2 separate regions of the Sus scrofa genome follow, and region 2 is linked to region 1. A link is a contact called in public Hi-C data. All regions are on one chromosome and are shown on one strand. The core of a region is the stretch at or near the end of the contact, and the rest is flanking DNA. Distances in the headings are between cores, read along the strand shown.

Region 1 (3,850 bases), core at 560-3,059:
GTTCTACTTGAATGTTTCTGTCACAGCACATACCTTGTGTCGTGGACTGAACTGGGTCCATCGAAACTCACATGGTGAAGCCCTAACCCCTAACAAGAAGATAGGGCTTCCCCGGAGGTAATTAAGTGAAGTCATGAGGTGCGGGGGGCAAGCCAACATGACAGGTGTCCTTACAGGAAGAGAAATGCTTACATACCCGGCAAAGGCCCCGTGAAGACACGGCAAGAAGGCTGTCCTCTGCAGGCCAAGGGGAGAGTTCTCTTCACAAACCAACCCTGCCAACACCTTGATCTTGGACTTCCAACCTCCAGAACATGAAAAAATGAATTCTAATTTAAGCCTCCAGGTCTGTGCATAGAAAACGGACTTAAGCAGGTGAAACGGACTTAACCTTGGGGGGCGGGGAGAAGGGAGGACTGGGAGTTTGGGTTGAACAGATCCAAGCTAGTATATACAAGCTAAATAACAAGGTTCTACTGGATAATACAGGGAAGGAACTATATTCAGTATCTTGTGATAAACCATAATGGAGAAGAATACGAAAAAGAATGCGTGTTATGTAGATGTGGGTGTGCCTGTGTGGATATATGAGTCACTTAGCTGTACAGCAGAAATTAACACATTACCATAATTCAATTAAAAAAAAAAAAAAAGCCTCCAAACCTGCCATATTTTGTTACAGCAGCCTGAGCTAATGAATACATCTGGTTTGTAAATCTACTCAGACCACTGTCAGAGTCACCGGGCTAGTTTCTCCCTTTTTCTCACCCCTCCTATGGCTCAGTCTCTGCACAGTAGCCAGAGAGCTTTTCTCAGGTGCAAATCACATCCTGTCACTCCCAAATCAGACCCATTAGTGCCACACAGAATAAACTCCAAAGTCCCCCATCACCCGCCCACCCTCCCTCCCTGCCACCAGCCAAAGAGGACTCTCCTGTTCAAGCTCCAGCCTCAAGGCCTTTGCACTCGCCCTTCCCTCTGCCTGGAGAACATTCTCCATCTCCCTGGCCATCACCTTCTCAGAACCTTCCCAGAGTCATCCCTCTACCGTAAGTGAAGCCCGCCCATCACGGTCTCATTCCCCTGCTGTAATCTCGGTTTACACCGTCGGAAATGGTCTCCTTCGCGTCTCGGAGGGTCCCCACCGCTACTCCCCATCCCGCTATGGGACAGAGACCCTGCCTTGCCCACTGCTGAGCCCTAGAGCACAGTGGGCTGTTGAAAATACAGGTGGATGAGGTGGCATTTGGGCGGAGACCTGAAAGGCAGGGAGCCAGGCCCGCTCAGGGTCCAACCCAGAGCTGCTCCTGAGCTCTGCCCCCCTTCCTCTGCTGTAGGGGTGTAGGAATGGGGACAACGATGCTTGTTCTGAGGCTCCGAAGGGTTACAATTGGCAAAGTACGAAACACCGGCTTAGGATTTGCTAAATAAAGTGTCTCCGGGGAGGCCTCCCCATACCCGAAACTAGGTCAGCTCCCTGGTAGACGCTGTTCTAACTCCCTGCTCTTCGGCTCCAGGGCCGCTGCCCAGAAAAAACACCCACGGCGCATGTGAATTGCACGTCCACCCAGAATTAGTTCTCAGCACCGGCGCGTCCGAGCATCCCTTGGCCCTACTCGCTCCCTCCCGCGGTCCCAGCCCGCTGCGGACCGCGCTCCCGCTCGGGAGGCGGCCCCGGAACCCACGGCGGAGGATCTCTGCAGCCCGGCCCGACGTGGCGTCGCCGCCGCCACCGCCCCCGGCGCCGACGCTCGCGGTCGCAGCCAATGGCCGCGTCTCCCGGGCGGCGGGCGCGGCCTCCGGCCACTAGAGGGCGCCGCGCGGGCGCAGCGGAGCCGCCGCCGCCGCCGGTCGCGGAGGGAAGGTGAGAGCGAGCGCCCAGGCCGCTGCCGCCGCCGCCGCCGCCCGCTCACCGCGCGCTGCTGTCCGTCCCCCGGCGCGGCCGTCCCCGCAGGTAGGTGGGTCCCGCCGGGCCCCGCCGCCCTCCCGGCCCGCGCGCCGCCCCTCCCCCGCCGGCGCCCCCGCCCGGCGCGCCCCCGCCGCCGCCTCGTGCTCGCGCGCGCCGGTAACGGACGCCGGGCGGGGGAGGGGCGGCGCGCAAGGCCGCCCCGCGGCAGCCGAGGGGGCGGAGGGCTCGGCCACAAAGGGCGCGCGGCCCCTGCGGAGGGGCGGTCCGAGCGCGCGCCGCCGCGGGGCTCCGCGGGCGGGCGGGTCCTTGTCCCCTCCCTCCGATGGGGGCGGCGGGGGTCTCACCCTGGGGGCGCGTGTCCCCCTAGCGGGGCGTAGAGGGCTCCCGCTCCCTCCATCCCATGCTTGCGTGCATTTCCGTTGGCAAAATACCTCCTCTCTGGTTATTTAACTAAAAAAAAAAAAAAGGATTTTTTTGTTTTCATTATTTCTCTCTGTTTCTGTGATCGGGGACCCCTAATTCAGTACCGTAGGTTTGGGGGCGGGAAGGATGAGCCCGGTGCGCTTGGCTCGTTTATTTCGGGCTGTTCCCCCCCCCCCTTTTTTTTTGCGCGGGGCGCACGTCTAGGACGCGCGGCGAATTGTTTCCTATCTTTTTTGTGGATCTGGAGACGGCCAGGCTTTAGGTTTCTTTCCCCACCCTTAAAGAATGAGGACCTGTCAGTTCCCATTAGCGTGAATTTCCTGTTGGGGACGGTCATTGCCGGGGTGTGGTCCAGCTGGAAAGCTCCGGCTGGTCCCCGAGAGGTCGCGCCTGCACCCTGATTGGGTGAATTTATCGGGAGTTGAGTATTTTCCCTGTCCCCCGGAATGTAGGCATGAAAGAAGGTGCCGTGTTTGGTATTTAAGGACCGAGGGTCTGCCCAGACTCGAGGTGCCCTGCCCGGGAAGGTGGCCACTGGCCGCAAGGAGCTGTTGAACACTTGGAATGTGGCTAGACGGAGTTGAGATGTGCTCCCAGTGAAAAAGACACACCTGATTTTGAACGCTTAGTAAGGAAAAAAAGTAAAGATATCTCATTCATAATTCTTTCCAAGTTAAATAATAGCGGTTGAGATGATACTGTTTTGAACATAGTGGGTTGACTCAAATATATTATTGTCATTGGTTTCTTTTTACTTCTTTTTAACACAGTTACTTGAACATTGAAAATTAAATGTACGACTGGCATATTTCTGTTGGACAGCGTTCAGCTGGAGCATTGGAATGAGGGCAGGGGTAGTAGGAGCTTCTGCCATCTGTTTTCTCTTTGCCTGCTTCTCTGATGGCATGTGGCCTCCTCTCTCCTAGACACTCTTCCTTCTCACCCTCCGCTGAACTGTCGAGCCCATGGCTTAAGGAGGATTTTGTCCTCATTTGCAGTCAAGTTCATGGACAGAATTTTCTTTGGGGAAAAAATGTCATCTCCTGTGCACTGGAGTACACGGTGGAAATAGTTGCAGAGGATTGGACTCAGTCGGATCATAAGTTATTGAAGCTGCGTGTTTGCAATATTTGCGTGTGTGTGATACAGCGAGCCTGCTCATGTTCAGGGCCTCTGCCATCTGAAAGCCTTTCTCCAAGTTACTCTGACTTTTGCTTGGGGGCCCCTGTCATGCCCTGACGTCACTACACCCATTTCCCTTTCCAGCCCTTAGATAACTGTCAGGGTTTTTTGCCAGTAAAAATGGTGGTTGGCACCATATTGTCCCCAATTCTTGATTGACTGTAAATCCTGCCAGTTTGGGAGGATGAAATCAATGTTAAGTGAGAGAGAATCAATTACTATAGAATGTCAACTCTAGGGAGGGTGACTGTTGGAAAGATATGAACATTCCAATGAATGTCTGTATCCTGTTGCCGGGGGTGCTCTAGAAGGGCTTTTTAGAGAAAGTGTGATGTG
Region 2 (3,850 bases), core at 914-3,413, 260 kb after region 1:
CTTCACGCCTGCGGCCCCTCAGCCAGTTTTTTTTCCTTAGACGAAACCACCGTTAGCAATACTAACAAGTAAATTTTCTCTCATCTTTTAACATAGACGGGTGGCATAAAACAGGTGAGACGCTGCATCTTGCTTTTATTTTTTTCTTTCACAAAATATTATGTTTCAACACTACACCTCAGTTTGAGACACAAACCCGTGTGCTAGGACCCTCACCCAGCCACGACGCAGATTTGGGGCTCAAACCCAGCCAAAACCCAGGCCTGGGGCTTGAACTCTCTGTTGCATCTCAGAAGGCAAGAGGTGAGAGGCCCTGAGATAGGGGTGGTGCATTTTTTATGGGCTGGGTAATTTCATAGACGAGTGAGTGGGAAGATTATTCCCACTGTTTCTGGGAAGGGGTGGGGGTTTCTGGGAATTGGGCTACCATCCGCTTTCTGGCCTTTTATGGGCAGCCTGGGAACTGTCCTGGCACCTGTGGGTGTGTCGTTCAGCTCGTGTATTACAATGAGCGTATAATGAAACTCAAAGTTCACTGGAAGTGAAATCATTCACCAGCTTGGACCTAGTTGGTTCTAACCAGTTTTTGTAATATCCTCAAGATGTGTCATTCTTTTAAGGGGGGTGCCCTGTCCCCTTCCCTCCTGTTTCTGGACCCTACATACAATTCCACTGTGTGGATATCCGCATTATTTTGTAATTGACCAGACCTGGTACAAAGGATGTGGCGGCGGTCTCCAGGCTTTTGCTATCACGGGCAAGGATGCTGCAAATGAGCTTGTGGATTCGTAAGCAGATAGGGTAGGGGGTTCCCAGAGAAAGAGGACCAGGTACGCATTTCTTAACATGAAAGAAGCCAGTTTTGGAATTCCCGTCATGGCGCAGCGGAAATGAATCCGACTAGGAACCATGAGGTTTTGGGTTCGATCCCTGGCCTCGCTCAGTGGGTTAAGGATCTGGCATGGCCGTGAGCTGTGGTGTAGGTCACAGACGTGGCTCAGATCTGGTGTTGATGTGGCTCTGGCCTAGGCCGGCAGCTACAGCTCCAGTTAGACCCCTAGCCTGGGAACCTCCACATGCTGCGGGTGTGGCCCTGAAAAGACCAAAAGACAAAAAAAAAAAGAGAGAGAGAGAGAGAGAGGAAGAAGGAAAGAAGCAAGTTTGGCCTAGGTCATTCTGTAGTCTAAGCCTGGCCAAAATGCTTGCCCGAGTACATTCACATTCTGATCCCCCAAACCTGTGGATGTTATGGTCTGTGGCAAAAGGGTCTTTGCACAGGTGATTAAGGTGAGAACCTTGAGGTGGGGAGGGTCGCCGGGATTATCCAGGTGGACCCAACATCCTCACAGTGGTCCTTAAAAGAGGGAGGCAGGGAAGTCAGACCTGTAAACAATGGCTTGGGATAGAACGCGATGGAAGAAAAGGAACGTCCATGTCTGTATGACCAGGTCCCTCTACTGTGCAGCAGGAGCTGGCACCGCACTGTAAATCAACTTTATGTTCATTTAAAACATTCTTTCCTTGAAACAACAAAAAATTCTTTCATTGAAACAACACAACAAAATTCTTTCATTGAAACAACAAAATTCTTGCATGGAAACAATTCTTTCATTGAAACAACACAACAAAATTTCATTGAAAGAACACAACAAAATTCTTTGAAGCAACAAAATTCTTTCATTGAAACAACAACAATTAACAAAATTCTTTCATTGAAACAACAATAAATTCTTTCATTGAAACAACAACAATTAACAAAATTCTTTCATTGAAACAGCAACAAAATTCTTTCATTGAAACAGCAACCGTATTGGAGGAGAAGGGGCGTGTGCCAGGACTGAAGCAGAGACAGAAGGGATGAACTTGAAGACAGAGGAAGGAAGGGACCACAAGCCAGAGGGGAGGAAGCCTCCGGGAGCTGGAAAAGGCAGGGAGATTTTTTTCTCCTCTCGGAGCCTCCAGAGGGAATCTGCCTGACCAGCACCTTGGTTTTTAGCCCAGTGCGAGATCCTTGGCAGACTTGTGACCTCCAGAACTGTGAGACTAAATGTGTGTTGTATTAGTTAAGTTCCTGGTGACTCATCATCACAGCAGCCGTAGGAAATGAACACACAGGAACCCTTAAAAGCAGAGAACTTTCTCTGGCTGGAGGCAGAAAGGTGTCCCGGAAGGAAAGACTCAGAGCATGGGAGGGGCTTTGAGAAAGGCCTGGAAGGAATGTGGGCAGCCTATGGGGGAGAGGGGGAGGGAAGCCAGCGTCCCAGCTGGAAACGGAGACCTCAGTTCTGCAATCTTTCCTGAGGAACGGAGTTCAGCCAACCATCTGAATGAGCTTGCAAGCCCATCCAATCCTGTGAAATAAAATTCTTCGTTTATGGCAAGACAAGAAAAATGTCAACATGAAAATTCTCCCACCCCTTGGCCTCCTCTCTCTGGTGTTGTGCTTTCTGTATCTGTGTTATGCACGGACCCCACCTCTCCCATCAGCAGGAATACCTGCTCCACCACAAAGAGCAACCTTCTCCCAGCATCAACAAGATAACTCCTGGAGTTCCCGTCGTGGCTCAGTGGTTAACGAATCCGGCTAGGAACCATGAGGTTGTGGGTTTGATCCCTGGCCTTGCTCAGTGGGTTAAGGATCCGGCATTGCCGTGAGCTGTGGTGTGGGTCACAGACGTGGCTCGGATCCCGCATTGCTCTGGTGGTGGCTACAGCTCTAATTAGACCCCTAGCCTGGGAACCTCCATATGCTGTGGGTGCAGCCCAAGAAATGGCAAAAAGACCAAAAAAAACCCCAAGATAACTCCTGCAAAGATAATCTTCCTTCTTGATCGCATGTGGGGTCACATGACGTACCACGATGACGTGTAATCTGGATCATGTGCACTGTTCATAATACATCATTTGATACATAACCCTCTGTCTCAAGAAACTTAGATAGCCGTGCCTTTACGTCTAAGAAAGAGGTGGAACAGTTCTTAGCGCTTTCAGAGATGCTCTTCCTGGATTATAATCCTCAAATTTTCCTTGAGTAAAACTGTCCATTTCTTTCTTTTTTTGGGCTGCCCTGCGGCATCTGGAGTTCCTTGGCCAGAGATCAGATTTGAGCCACGATTGCAACCGATGCTGCAGCTGTGGCCATGCTGGATCCTTAACCCAATGTGCCAGGCCAGGGATTGAACCTGTGTCCCAGAATGCCTGAGAGGCCACCGATCCCATTGCACCACAGCAGGGACTCCCATTTTTTCCTTCGATTGGCTGATTTTTTTGTTGTTGTTTTTCTTGGGGACAATCCCTAGAGCCTCCAGAAAGGAATGCAGCCATTGCTGGATTACATAGATGGCATGAGTAAGCACCCAGTGGAATAGTATGCAGCTGAGAAAAGAACAAGTCAGATCTGTGATCTTTGTCAAAGGGAAAATGTCACAGCGTTGTGTGTTTGAGGTCACTGTTGTATGCAAAAAGAAAAGACAGAAGGAAAAGAGGAAATACAGGTATTGGCTTGTCAATGTGTAAAATTCCCTGGAAGGATCCACCAGGAACTAGCTTGATCTCCACCTCTGGGTTTCTAAGCAACCGAGCCATATTGCACCTGGATTTTTGATCTCCAGGACTTTGAGATCCTAAGTAGGTGGTGTTTTAAGCCATTCAACTTGTGGGAATGTGTTATAGCAGCAGTAGAAAATGAGGTAAATTCCGGAGTTGCTATCATGCTCAGTGGAAATGAATCTGACTAGTATCCCTGAGCATGCAGGTTTGATCCCTGGCCTTGCTCAGGGGGTTAAGGATCCAGCATTGGAGTTCCCGTCGTGGCTCAGTGGTTAACGAATCCCACCAGGAACCATGAGGT

Evidence for each region. A called contact is a pair of places that touch in the nucleus more often than the background predicts.
Region 2: a Hi-C map of embryonic fibroblasts shows a contact between it and region 1, with 2.8 times the contacts expected there. The contact joins the enhancer-like site here to the promoter of ZC3H7A in region 1. A contact is called at or near these places in 1 of 5 promoter capture datasets (fetal liver), 11 of 47 Hi-C or Micro-C datasets (alveolar macrophages, embryonic fibroblasts, fetal heart ventricle and 7 more) and 2 of 2 datasets of contacts at active chromatin or transcription factors (alveolar macrophages and skeletal muscle).

The regions. Positions count from the first base shown.
Region 1 is chr3:31,330,677-31,334,526 of Sscrofa11.1, forward strand. ZC3H7A (zinc finger CCCH domain-containing protein 7A) reads left to right here and starts at 1,810. Exons shown (of 23, transcript XM_021086593.1): 1 at 1,810-1,954.
Region 2 is chr3:31,592,453-31,596,302 of Sscrofa11.1, forward strand. No RefSeq gene overlaps it. Among named protein-coding and RNA genes, the nearest start is that of LITAF, 110 kb to the left of the region's middle. Within about 2 kb of position 2,164, at least 25 of the 83 cell types and tissues checked have an H3K27ac peak or open chromatin away from gene starts, as enhancers often do. A contact at or near this core is called in embryonic fibroblasts and subcutaneous adipose tissue, where this site is marked.